Linked DNA regions of Anser cygnoides: all the other regions are linked to region 3. A link is a contact called in public Hi-C data. All regions are on one chromosome and are shown on one strand. Each heading gives the region's core, a stretch centred on a gene start, on an enhancer-like site or on the middle of the called end of the contact. The rest is flanking DNA. Distances are from core to core; before and after follow the strand shown. Region 1 overlaps LOC125182190 (a long non-coding RNA gene). Region 2 holds the start of LOC106044877 (carnitine O-palmitoyltransferase 1, liver isoform). Region 3 overlaps PNPLA2 (patatin like phospholipase domain containing 2). Region 4 overlaps LOC125182190 (a long non-coding RNA gene).

Region 1 (2,958 bases), core at 259-2,758, 540 kb before region 3:
TGAAGGTTATCAAACGACTAGAATTACTTGCTATGTCATACACCATTACTTTGTATGGACATTATAGTGGCCAGTGCTTCTACTCCCATTTTAGTTCAATGTGACTGCTGCTTTCCCCAATGATACATAAGCAGTAATAGGTAATAACTACGCCATGACATACTTACTTCATAGAGCTCAAGCACCCAAGCAATGAAGGAATTGCCAGTGCTGCTTTTATAGTCCGTGTTCATACTGGTATGGCAATTAGCCAAACTGACAAAATGGCAGTATTTCACTTAAGTATCTTTTTATTTTCTCTCTCCCATGTAAGTACATCCATTTCCACATTTATTCCATTATCTTTCACTAATACAAGAAATAATTGTGAGACTGAGGTTTTCCTTCATAAATGTTTCTATGCACCATTGATTTTATTTCAGCTTTGTTGTGGTTACACTAACAAAAGCAAGCATTTGAGCTACGAGTGGTTTTGTCTGAGCCATCATCTTTCACCTGATGGCTTTTTTGGTTTAACACGGGCTATTTACATTTAGCTTTTGGAATTAGAGTAATAAGAGCAGGAAAGGACCTCAGGAGGTCACCCATTGCCTCCCCCTGCTGCAGGGCAGAGCCAAACAGCTAAACCACAGCTAAGCAGATCTGAGTTCTCCCTAGCTGTTGACACCTGACCGATGCCCACACAATATCCACTGGTGGCCATTTACCTCAGCTTCAAGATCTGATCTACTTACAGGTGCTGTAACTGCTAACAGGTGATGTGACTCATAGCGTCCATTACACACACAGCTCTTTTCATTTCATGCTTTTGCTGTGTCCTTTCACAACACTCTGCATCTTCTGCAGGTCTGAAAATCTACACGTTGCAGTAGAAAGGACATTTCCACTATCCCTCTACCCAACACTATTGTCTGCAAACAGTTTACATCAGCCTCTGTGCTCTGTGATAAATCATCTGCTTTCACAACCCAGGGCAGTTATAAATAGCAACACATGATTTCACATTTTGTAAAACCCACAAAACTTCCCAAGAAACTGATTGCCCAACTAAAATGCAGGAAAAAGGGCAAAATTAACTATAATGCACCAGGTAAGCAAAACGTCTTGAGACTTTTTTTTTCTGTTTCCTTTCATTTGGAAAGCACTCAGACACAAGTGTCATTTCTAAAATGATGAAGTTTGTTGAGGCTGCAAAGAGCTTTCCTTGAAAATCCTTTTGCTCAGCAGGAATTCCACTGGGAGAATGTGGCTTGGATAATGAAGTGATCTCAAAGTTGGTGGTCTGTGTTCTAGGAATACATTACTTATTCATATGTGGGACTTCGTTGTTTTTCCTGCAGCATTCATCTTCATACTGTCCTGTATCTTTAAAGTTTCCATGGAAAGGCACGTATCTTTTGCAGGAACTTGTGTGTAACTATACAGAAGTTATCTACAGCAAAATATGCATGGGAGAAAAAAATATTTCACTGAGCAGGAATTTTGCTATCAAGTTTTGGATTTCATCCTCAAAACGGTGCCTCCCTTCACAATAATGGATGAGTTAGAAAAATATTCCCAGCTTCTCTTCAGAAGGGGAACACCAGCCAATGAGCATATTGCCCTATCAGCTGCTGCACTGGATCTCAGTAATAACCCCAGCTCATTGCCCCAGAAACCTTTTGTCTTTGTGCTTTTTCTGACAAAACAGCATTAACAAATTCTACAATTTAAAACCTTCGAGAGTTTTTTTTTCCCCCTCTCTGAATGGGAGTTATCTGGTGCAATGTGTTTACACAATATAATCAACAGTAAACCCTAACTAGGGTAATCCCAAGAAGAGGAACCTGATGGTTTGGAACAGATTTAAAATAACCAGAAAGGGCACAGATCTGACGTGCAATGACATATTCCAAGTGCTCTAAATACACAAGACCTTTCAACCCATTAGAAATGATAAGCTTCATCCCACTGCATCATAAGAAGAAAATAAACCACACTAACCCTAATGCCTGCAAATAAAGCAAAGCATCGTAGCTGCTTTGTCAGAACTTGTATGACCTTCCTCTCTATAAAACATGCCTCATAACAATGGTGGGGTTAAGAATCAGAAGTAGGATACAATTTACATTACACAAAAATAAACTTAGAGATATTCAGCCACTGAGATACTAATTTCCTGATGTAAGTCCCAGGCAAAAATTAGAAACTGTAGTCCATTACTGCCTCAGGACGGTGCCCCTTGATATGCCTTATTATAAATCCCAGGGTAGCGCAGCATAGTAGGCTGAAAGAAAATGTTCTTGATGATGTACTGGAAACAGATGACTCTCAGTACCCCAACACTAAACTGAAACATTTTTCTATGCAGAATACTGTGGTTCTCGTAGAACCTGAGATAACTATAATGACTCTTTAATTATTAGCTGAGACTTATGACAAAATCTTTAGTATGACACTTTAGTAGTGTCATACTAAAAAATATTTCCAGGCATATTCACAGATGGCAGGCATATATCTAACTGCCTGTTAGTACAAGGACATGCAGAGGAGCATGTCTTGCACTCTTCACCATTAGAAAGTGATTGAGACGATGTCCTAAATTCCAGTGGTACAGCTGGAATGGATGTATATGTAGGACCCAATGCATATGAATCATCACACCAGCCAGATCCTGACCCTTCACTCAGTTTTTTCAGCTCCTCTTCAGGCAACATTCCCATTTACATTAATGTGACTACTTTCACAAGGGAAGGTCATAAGCATAAGAGTCATTGCACCGTTCCTAGAGGCAGATCATGACCCTTAAGTACACATTTATTGTAGAGCTGATAGGTAACTCATGGTGTAACACAGCTGATTGAAGAAGACATTTTTTGGCAAAAGAAATTAAGTGGAGTGAATTAACTTTATGGATCGAAACACAGTAAAGCACAGGAGGCCTACTGAGGAATGGAAGTACCGATTATTGTGTGTTTC
Region 2 (2,926 bases), core at 45-2,544, 1.0 Mb after region 3:
TTAACGTAGGAGTAGCGTTTTCTTGCAGGAGGATGCTCTGAAGGAGGCTGTAACACCCCAAAACGACCCCGAGCTCCCAGCGCAGCTGCTTCTTGCAGCAGGTCACGGCTCTGTCAGAGCCTTATTTCTGTGTGAGCAGGTAGTTACACTTCTGCATCAACGGAGAGCCGCGTCACTCACCTACAACATCACCTGCAATATTACAATTCGGTAATGATTAGTTGTATTGACGAATCAAGAACACATTCCCGGTGCTTACTGTACAATTCACATTGGACAGAGGACACACGACCACGTTAGACGAGCGCATAGATCCAGAAACTGAAGAGGGCAGACAGGAAAATATAATTGAGAAACCCAGCACAAAACATCTTTCCCAGTCTCACTGCTGCACTCCTACACACGTGATAAGGAAATGAGTAGTCCCCTGTACAGTAATTTCCTCTACACTGCAGAGTTTCAACACGATCGTCCTTCAAGTGCTGATAAATTGCCAGGTGAGAGGAGCAACGGGCCGCTTCTCTCCATCCTACTTTGCGCTTTTTCCTTCCCCAAAAAAGGCACCCGACGCTGCAGCCCCACCACCAGTACCACAGCCAGTATAAATAACCAAAGTCACACTTAATGCTGATTTTTCCATTGAAAACTGAAGACACGGCACAAAACATTCGCGGTGCGTAAAAACGTGGCGAGCAAACGGAGACCAAAAGCTGCTGCTAGACCTGACCTCTCCCTTCCGCAACGAGCCTATTCAGCACGCCCACCCGGCAAACCCGGGCCCCGTGAGCAAAACGCGCGCGGAATTACACCTCAAAAGCACTTTTTACGGTGACTACGGTATTTCTGTGTAAGTTTCACAGCTTTCAGCCGGGTTAGCGCACAGCCCGGTGGCGCACAGAACTTGGCACCGCGCAACCCCACCGGGGATAAAAAGCCTGGGGGGGAGGCTCTGGAGCCCAAAACAGGGGGGACCAGCCCCGGCTCCCCACGGGGCCGCGGTGTCCCCCTCACCACAACCCCGTCCCCACCGCCCCTCAGCCGCCTCCCGCTACCCACACCGGGAACACCTCAGAGGGCACGCCGGCGGCTCAGCCCCGCTTCGAGAGGCTCCCCCGGCCCAGCCGGCCGCCACCCACCTGCTGAGGGCCGCCGCCGCTCAGCGGCTGCACAAGGGGCGGCCCGGAGCCGGCCGAGCGCAGGAGACCGGCGGCGAAGCGGGGAAGCGGCGAGGGAGGGAGGGAGCGAGGGAGGGCGGCGGCCGCTCCCCTCACACGCCCCGCCGGAGCCGCGCTTGCCGCCCGCCCCGCCATTGGCTGCCTGTGGAGAAGGGGGCGGGGATTCGCCGGCAGGGCGGAGGGGCGGGAAGGGCGGCGGGAGCTGATAGGCCGGCGGTGGGGGGTGCTGGGGTGTGATTGGCGGGCAGCGCCCGGGGGGCGGGATGTGAAGGGAGGTGTTATGGCGGCCTGGGGGGGGGGGGGAATGGGGGGGTGGTGGTCTTGGGGCTGGGGTGGGTTGGGGTTGTGGGGAGCGGTGTCAGGGGGCTCACAGGGCTCCTGGGGCATGGAGGCGGCCGTGTCCGGGCGATAAAACCCCAGGGATTGTGAGGAGAGGCAGTGGGGGTGTAGAGTTGTTGGGATACGGGTGTAAATTGGGGTAACATAGCACATGGGGGACCTGTCTGTGGTGCCAAGATGGGCTCCCTGCGAGGGCGCACCAAATGCAGGGGGCTGAAGGAGGTATGCTCAGTGCTTCCCAAAAGTAATTGCAGTCTTCCGAAAATGCAAAATCATGGAAGTAATCTAAATGAAAGTGTCAGTCACGGTGCAGAATGGCATGCAAAAGTTGAAATGATTGAATTTTATGCTTGCAATGGGCTAGTCGCTTTTGGGTTTCAAGAGGTCAGAGCTTGAATATCTCAGATGCTCTGTTTGATTTCAGTATGACAGGTGCAGGAAGCCTGCTCTGTCCTTTCTGAAATGACGTCAGACTACAGTGGTGTCAACACGAAGGTTCTGAACTAGGACAATTTGGGATTTATATTCTTTCCCTTGTGGGCAGATCCACCCAACCCCACAGTCCTGCCAGCTGGAATTTCCAGGATGTGCCTGAAGGCTCCAAAGCACACAAACATATGATGAAATCCAGAAGCGTGGACACTGCACACTGAGCCTCTCCCATATCCTTAAGATCATGCAACGTCAATAAAACGAAACACTACTGGTCAGAATTTTTACCTCCAGTGTTCCATGCCTAATGATGTGATTTTAAGATGTTACTACCCCAAGAAGAAGCATAAATCCCAGAAGAAAACAAGGAGAGGAGATTTAGATCTACTAGTATTAGCAAGAGGAGGGGAAAAAAAATAAAAAATAAGTAAATCACCACAAACCCAACTATGCCCCAAAGTTCAGCAGCATCCATGTTTACATGTATTTAGCCATAACAGGTATGGCTAAAAAATATATAATGTAACTTGAAGAGTTAGAAGAAGGTAATTAATAACTTTTGTCTCTTTGGTGTATGTGTTCTACAAGAAGATTAAAAATAAAAAATCATCTGCATATTTATCATTATGCACAAAGACAACCTAAAATGCCTTGATGTTTTTTGTTGATGATTGTTTTTTCGTCCAGGTGCTTTTTACCTTTGAAATATTAAACAAGCAAAAAACACACGTTTACACATACGTAAATCTGCTTTCTCTCATTCTACCAGGAGTTTCCTCATATCTTTGTCCCCAGCCAACATGTTCATCTACACGGTAATCAGGAAGGAATCAGTCAGCTGGGAACAGGTGTTGTTTATTTTCTTCTCATGAATTAGAGAACACCTAGATAAACTTGTCATGATTCTAAGCCCCCTGCAGCTAACCTCCATAAGGACATGAAAAGCATTGCATTACATGAGGTTGTGTCTCTCTTAGCCA
Region 3 (3,144 bases), core at 136-2,635:
CAGCAGCTGCCTCCGGCTGCAGGAGCTGGCCCTGCTCGAAAAGCCGTCTCTTTCAGTGTCTCCACTCGCCCCACCTGTGAGGTGAGAAGAGGGGTTATTTGCCAGCCTGAAAGGGGCCTGAGGAGTTACTCCGATTTTTTTTTTTGCTACCTCTGCATCAAAAAAAGAAACAGCTTCCTTCCTGGCTGTCATCTGGAGCTGAGGCAGCCGAGCTGCTCCTTGTTCTCTGATGACAAAATAGTAGGAGAGAAGGAATGAGTGGAAACTTATAAATCATATAAATGCTCCTCACAACAAAAATGAGGGAAGTCCCAAAGAACAACCTGTTCTGGTACGTGTTTCTCAGTGTTACCAGCTTACAGGGCGATGTGCACAGATGGGAAAAGGACCAGTGCCACTGGGGGTTCTGGTGCTGCCTGCCTTCTCCCAGCCCCAAGCATTTAAGAAGGGTTTTTGTGTGTGTTAAATAGTGGCATTTATACAAATTCGGCCATGTAAGGCAGAGATTCCTCCCCCCCACGGTTTTAGGATTTCACACTGAAATGGAGGATCCGTCAGTAGCTTTGGATCACACATCACCTGGAGGCGTTTTACGGGGCAGACCACAAGTCGTTGTTCTCGCTTCATTTCCTGCTGGCATTAATCTATCCCTCGGGCCCCCTTTGACATCCCTCCAGCCTCGCTGATGGGATGAGGACGCCCCGGGTCAGGTTCCTGTTCCCTTGGGGCAAGGGGTGGAAACCAGGCTGCTTCAGCATGAGCACGGGAGGAGGAGCAGGAGCCCAGCCGGGCGGTGGGGATCTTTCCTGGGCTGAGGTCGGCGCCCCCAAGGCCTGGAGGCGTCCCTGGATCACCTGCACGCTGCTATCTGCTGTTGGCCCTTCTGGCGAGTGAATGGGTGCTGAGGAAATGTCCAATAAAGCGCTCTGGGTTAATTATTTTCTAGCTGTCAGCCTGCAGACTTTTCTTTCGATGTCCCTTGTTTACAGCTCAATGTTTTTAGGCTGGTGGCGGGACTGGGCTGTACCCTCTCCGGGGAGAGGCTGGGCAGGAAAAGCGCTTGCGTCGCTTGCTCTCAGTGCGGAGGCAGGCGCAGGAGCTGTGCGTGCTGAGCTGGAGCAGCCTGGGGGTCTGTGCTCGGGAGGGACGTGGGGCAGCTCTCCTGAAACCTGTGCTCGTCACGAGGGGCTGGCTTTTCGCTCCTCCACGGCACCGCTCCAGCTGAAGCAGCAGCAGACAGGCAGCCAGACTGCCTTGAGGGAGGTAACACCGGTAAATTCCTTCTGATTCCCGAATTTGGGTCTGAACAGGGACCTACTGACGGGAAACACGAGAGCTCCACTGATGCTCAGCTCTGGGAGCAAAATGCAAAGATCCCAGCTGGGGGCTCTTGCAGGGAGCATCTACCCCACGAACCTCGCTCTGAGCAGGTGGTGCTGGAGGGGTGTCAAAAGCACCTGCGCTTCTTTCTGCTGGTTGTCTGCCTTTCAGAGCTGTCCCTGCATCCATCCTGCCGCTGTCCCCTGTCCCCCCTCCCCATCTGGGTGCCTTTTCTGGAGCCCGCGCCCTGTTTACCACCCAGGGAGCGGGAATGTCCCTGGCGCAGGGGGTGATCTTTGTGCCGATGTGGAGCTCTTCCAGGGGGAGCTGTGGTGTCACGGGAGCCGCAGTCACGGGAGCTGCCGGCTGGAATGCGCAGCGTGCCCCCTCCCTCTTCGGCCTGCGCTGCTCCTATTTTTGTGCCTGTCTTAAGCTCTTTTTTTCCACTTGAAATACTTCATGGGTCAGCCGTCCTGCTGGCTGCGGGATGGTTACCAGGGTGGGCAACAGGCGAGCGCTGAGGTGCCCTTGGTGCGAAACACAGAGGTCAGGAGAGGCCCGGGGCTGCCTGTCCTGCCCCAGCAGGTGTGTTGGGCACGACCGATGGGCGCAAGAGCTAATTCTTTAAGGAAACCAGTCTCACCAGGACGATACACTCATGTAAAGCTGGCTTGGCGTAGCTTAAAAATGAACTGGGATCCTGCAGCTGCATACAGGGCTCTTCCCCTGGGCAGCCATCCACTGCCCCTTGTGGCTGCTGCAGAGGGATCCCAGGCCAGAGGTGGCCCAGGTGGCCTCCCCCGTGCCACGTGAAATATTTCTCATTGATACAGGTTGTGTTTGTTTAGAGGGATAATGGTTTAGTTAAGTCTGTATGGGGAGAAGCATTTGGTGGGGGAAAAGAGCTGATACCAGCTGTGGGAGGTTGGCAGTACTCCTTGTGATGTACCCCAAGAGAGGAAAATAAACGTTGTGGTTTTCCCCGTGACCCTGTGCTCTGAATCATCAGATCCATCAAAAAACAAACTTTTCTGTGGACTGGAGTTGGCACAGGATTACCCCGGCAGGGGCAGACAGTTTGTGGCTGACTCCTGCAGGATTTTTCTCTCTACCACCTCTCTCATTCAGCTGCTCCCTCTGGCAGACTCCTTTAAGTCCCATCACTACCAGAAAAGCTATTCCAGGAAAAACCAGCTCAAATTCTGTTCGCTCTCTCACCTCTCCTTTCTCCTCCCGAACTTATTTCCAGGAGGGCTTGCCATCTGTCATGGATCTAGCTGCGTAAACCTGACTCCTCTGGCTGAACCCTCAGCTGGCCTTATTTCCAGGAAAGCCGGTGGCGCTGCAGATCGCCCTGTGCCTTCCTCGTCCCACGGAGCTCCTCTGTACTCGGTTTCGGTGCAAGCGAGCCAACAAGTCCAACAAGATCAGAGGTGCCCTCAAACTGAAATACCTGAGAAGCTGCTTTTGCACAATCTGTTTATATGCACACATTTAAAACAAACAAACAAACAACAAAAAAAAATTCAAAAAATCCAATTGCTAATTATCAATAACTCTTATTTTGTCCCCAGTTCTCCCATGTCCCCCTGTCCTGCTTGGCTGGGTAACGACGACAGAGAAGCAGCTGGAGCCCAAGTCCCTCCTCAGATGCCAAGACAGTCTGTTTCCTGGCATATTTGGGACTTTGTTTTCCCTAAGCAACTCCCAGCTCAGACTTTTTGCTCAGACGTTAGTCATAAGCTCTGTATAACTGCAGTTGTTCCCAGTGTCGCTGTCGCATCTCTGCACGCTGAGGTGCCAAGTCTGAAGGCAAGCTTCTCT
Region 4 (3,058 bases), core at 190-2,689, 520 kb before region 3:
TCTCTGCTTATCTCCAGTAAGAACATCCCATAACAGGGTATGGATTCTGAGCAGTGCCCAGGTGACAACATTAAGGTAAAAGGGCTACTTTGGAGTCAGAACAATGTACTAAAACCTGCACCAACACAGCTTTTTAGACCATTGGTAGCATTCCAGCACTTTCTTCCATACAATATTAGCAAAGCACTCCAGAAAAGATCAAATAATTATGAAGTGAGGCTAACTCCTTCCCACCTTAATATTTTCTCCAAATACAGACTGGTCAGCATTCACTGGAGCAGAAACCAGGTAGGAACAGTATTGGAACCATACCCACCACAGGAGATTAACCCCTAATGTGAGGTACAAAGAGATTTCTGAAAGTTCCTCCAACTGGGAACTGATCAAAGATAGGGGCACAGATGATAGGCTGATTCTAGGACATCCAATGACCAAGTAGCCATGAACTGACATGTGTTAAATACTTAGGAGACATGCACATTCACACTAAAATCACAAAGAACTTAATTTGCAATAGCTAAATATAAAGGGAAAGATGTACTTGTTTAAAAATTAAAAGAGAAAATTATTTCCCTACTTTTTATAGAAAATGCCTAAAACAAGGCATTTCTATCAGACTTATTCTTGGGATCTGTGTTTAGAGCACCCCGAAATAAAATATGAAAACATCAGTTATTAAGGAAAAATTAACTCAATGCCAGGGGTAGGCTGAAACAGAAATGGTTTAGAGGTAGAAAACCTACTTACAGAACTGTGCCACAAGATACTGATTGATCATATACTCAGATATCTAAACACAATATGACACTATCGTATTATCTGGAAGCTCTCACTGGCACAATAGACTCATGAGGTATGTCCTAGCGACCTGATTAGATTGTAGTCCTTCAATAAAATATGGTATGACACAGCTATTCACCTGTGCAGAGTCACACAGACTTCAGAAAGACTCCATGAAATGAAATTTATTATGGGACCAGACCTAACTAATCATCTGATGATTGTGGTGTGCTTCAGCTAGAAAAGCAGCTGAATTATATATATTCCCATATAAATAATCCAGTCTTCTTGGGAAGCACGTTGTGAAGAGGATCTAAGTTTTGACAGAGCCGGGATGGCTACTTGTGTCCAGAGACACGAGGCATCATGCATTTTTAAAAAGTGTTGCCAAAACCTGCTCTCAGGTCCATTAGGCATGGACAGAAATGAAAATTATGTGCCTTGTCCACATCTTATAATTGATAGAGAAGTGAAACAGAACAGTTTTGTAAGTGAAAGAGAAAGAAGGAAAGAAAGAAAAAGAGAAAGAGAAAGAGAGAGGCAAAAAGAACAAGCTGTTGTTTCAAATAGCAGACACTGAGGGTTGAAACTCAGCTCCTCTGAGGCTGACAGGGATTTCTGACCCTATGTATCTCCAGTTCCTGGAAAGTCCCACCAACAAACAGCAAGAACACATTCCCTCTGATAAGATTCTGTAACGTAGCAAATATTTATCTTTGTGACCAACAGTTTCAGCTGTTTGTTTTATGATGTTATAGAATACTTGGCTCTGCAGCTGAATTGGGACAAGGTGAACAGCCTCACTGCCTGAGCACTAACATGTTCTCATTGCATCACATACCGCTCAATTCTCCTCCATTTGAGTCGAGATCCCATTGAAGCTGCTGCCAAAGCACATGGAGGGGCTGGTGGCAGTGCTGAGTGTAAAGGTTGAAGGTAGGTTTCACAACGTCACCACTAGTTTGTTCATCAAGAACTAATGGGGAAAAAAGGGCTGTTTCTTAAGGTACCATTTGTAATGGCGTCAATTGTTATAACATCCATTGGGACTATAATCTGAACTTCAGTACCATGGTTGGAAGCTCTGGAAGGCAGCCACTACAAGGAGGACTGGTGGAAAAAAGTCTAAACTGGATTTTTTATTATTTTTTTTTCATCAGAAACAGCTTTTGATTAAAGGACTGATGAAAACATATTTTAAAGTGTCAAAAGGTGTTGAGAAATGGACTGAGTTTGTAGCAGCTCTGTCCTACTTCTACTGTGGCAAAGTGCAACTGTAACAAAATCGAAAGGCACAGCAGTTGTCCAGTACTGGTGTGAGGAGGTGTTCACACGATCTGGGATACTGTCTACTCTACAGAGCTAGTGAAATTGTTCAGGAACACACAGAACAGGCTACGTAACTGTTAATTCATGTTTTTAGAAACGTTCTTCCATGCATGCCATTTCCTTACCTAGGTAAAGGTGCAAGAAGCAGAAGCCTGAGGTAACATCATGTTTAACAAGCTAAATTCCTACTGTGAAGTCAGAGATGTGATTCTTACTTAAGGCACGCAGCTCCATGCATACCTTAAAGTTTTGTCATAGTTCATATTAAGACTACTTTTCTTCAGGCTGAATTCTACAGTGAAAAAATTTCAATCAATAGTTACATCACTTAGAGTTGTTCTACAAAGATTTGATTGATTGATTCATACAGCATTGAATGAAATCAGGAACATCCCTTAAGATAAGAGAGACCTGGCCCCCTTATTCCCCTCAGTCTTAGTTGTTCCCATTTCTGGCCAGAAAGAACAAACCATTTGGTTTATTTCACAATTTAAGCTCTGAAAGCTTGCAAAATCTATTCCCTCCACAGAAAATGTATCAAGAATTAATCAGAACCTCATAAATTTAAGCACTTCTGGGGCTCTAGATTTAGCCCAGTGAAGAATAAATCATTCTAGTTTGGGATGAAGCCAGCTAAAAGGTATTCCCCAATAACAGCATCTCTCTTGCTTCCACAAGAACTCTTCTCCAGGTCACTGTTTAGCCTTTCTGGCTGGGTTTCCTTGACAAAACCTTTGCTGTAATAACACACAGACAAGAGAACATGATGCCATCAACATAAAGAGTGTATTATCTTTACAAAATCATAGAATCATTAAGGTTGAAAATGACCTCCAATATTATCTGGTCCAACCATCCACCAACCACCACTATCACCACTAAACCATGTCCCTAAGCACCACATCCAACCTTTCCTCAAACACCCTTAGGGACAGTGACTCCACCACCT

The links. A called contact is a pair of places that touch in the nucleus more often than the background predicts.
Region 1: a Hi-C map of liver shows a contact between it and region 3, with 2.4 times the contacts expected there. The contact joins two enhancer-like sites. A contact is called at or near these places in 2 of 7 Hi-C or Micro-C datasets (both in liver).
Region 2: a contact with region 3 is called in a Hi-C map of liver, with 2.5 times the contacts expected there. The contact joins the promoter of LOC106044877 here to the enhancer-like site in region 3. A contact is called at or near these places in 2 of 7 Hi-C or Micro-C datasets (both in liver).
Region 4: a contact with region 3 is called in a Hi-C map of liver, with 2.5 times the contacts expected there. The contact joins two enhancer-like sites. A contact is called at or near these places in 2 of 7 Hi-C or Micro-C datasets (both in liver).

Annotation. Positions count from the first base shown.
Region 1 is chr5:20,983,136-20,986,093 of Taihu_goose_T2T_genome, reverse strand. All of the region lies in intron 1 of LOC125182190 (a long non-coding RNA gene), which reads right to left. Among named protein-coding and RNA genes, the nearest start is that of EGLN3, 18 kb to the left of the region's middle. Within about 2 kb of position 1,508, at least 2 of the 3 cell types and tissues checked have open chromatin away from gene starts, as enhancers often do. A contact at or near this core is called in liver, where this site is marked.
Region 2 is chr5:19,444,631-19,447,556 of Taihu_goose_T2T_genome, reverse strand. LOC106044877 (carnitine O-palmitoyltransferase 1, liver isoform) reads right to left here and starts at 1,294. Exons shown (of 24, transcript XM_048058718.2): 1 at 1,137-1,294.
Region 3 is chr5:20,443,587-20,446,730 of Taihu_goose_T2T_genome, reverse strand. The region is part of intron 1 of PNPLA2 (patatin like phospholipase domain containing 2); the gene reads left to right. Among named protein-coding and RNA genes, the nearest start is that of PNPLA2, 8.6 kb to the left of the region's middle. Within about 2 kb of position 1,385, at least 2 of the 3 cell types and tissues checked have open chromatin away from gene starts, as enhancers often do. A contact at or near this core is called in liver, where this site is marked.
Region 4 is chr5:20,962,037-20,965,094 of Taihu_goose_T2T_genome, reverse strand. The region is part of intron 1 of LOC125182190 (a long non-coding RNA gene); the gene reads right to left. Among named protein-coding and RNA genes, the nearest start is that of EGLN3, 39 kb to the left of the region's middle. Within about 2 kb of position 1,439, at least 2 of the 3 cell types and tissues checked have open chromatin away from gene starts, as enhancers often do. A contact at or near this core is called in liver, where this site is marked.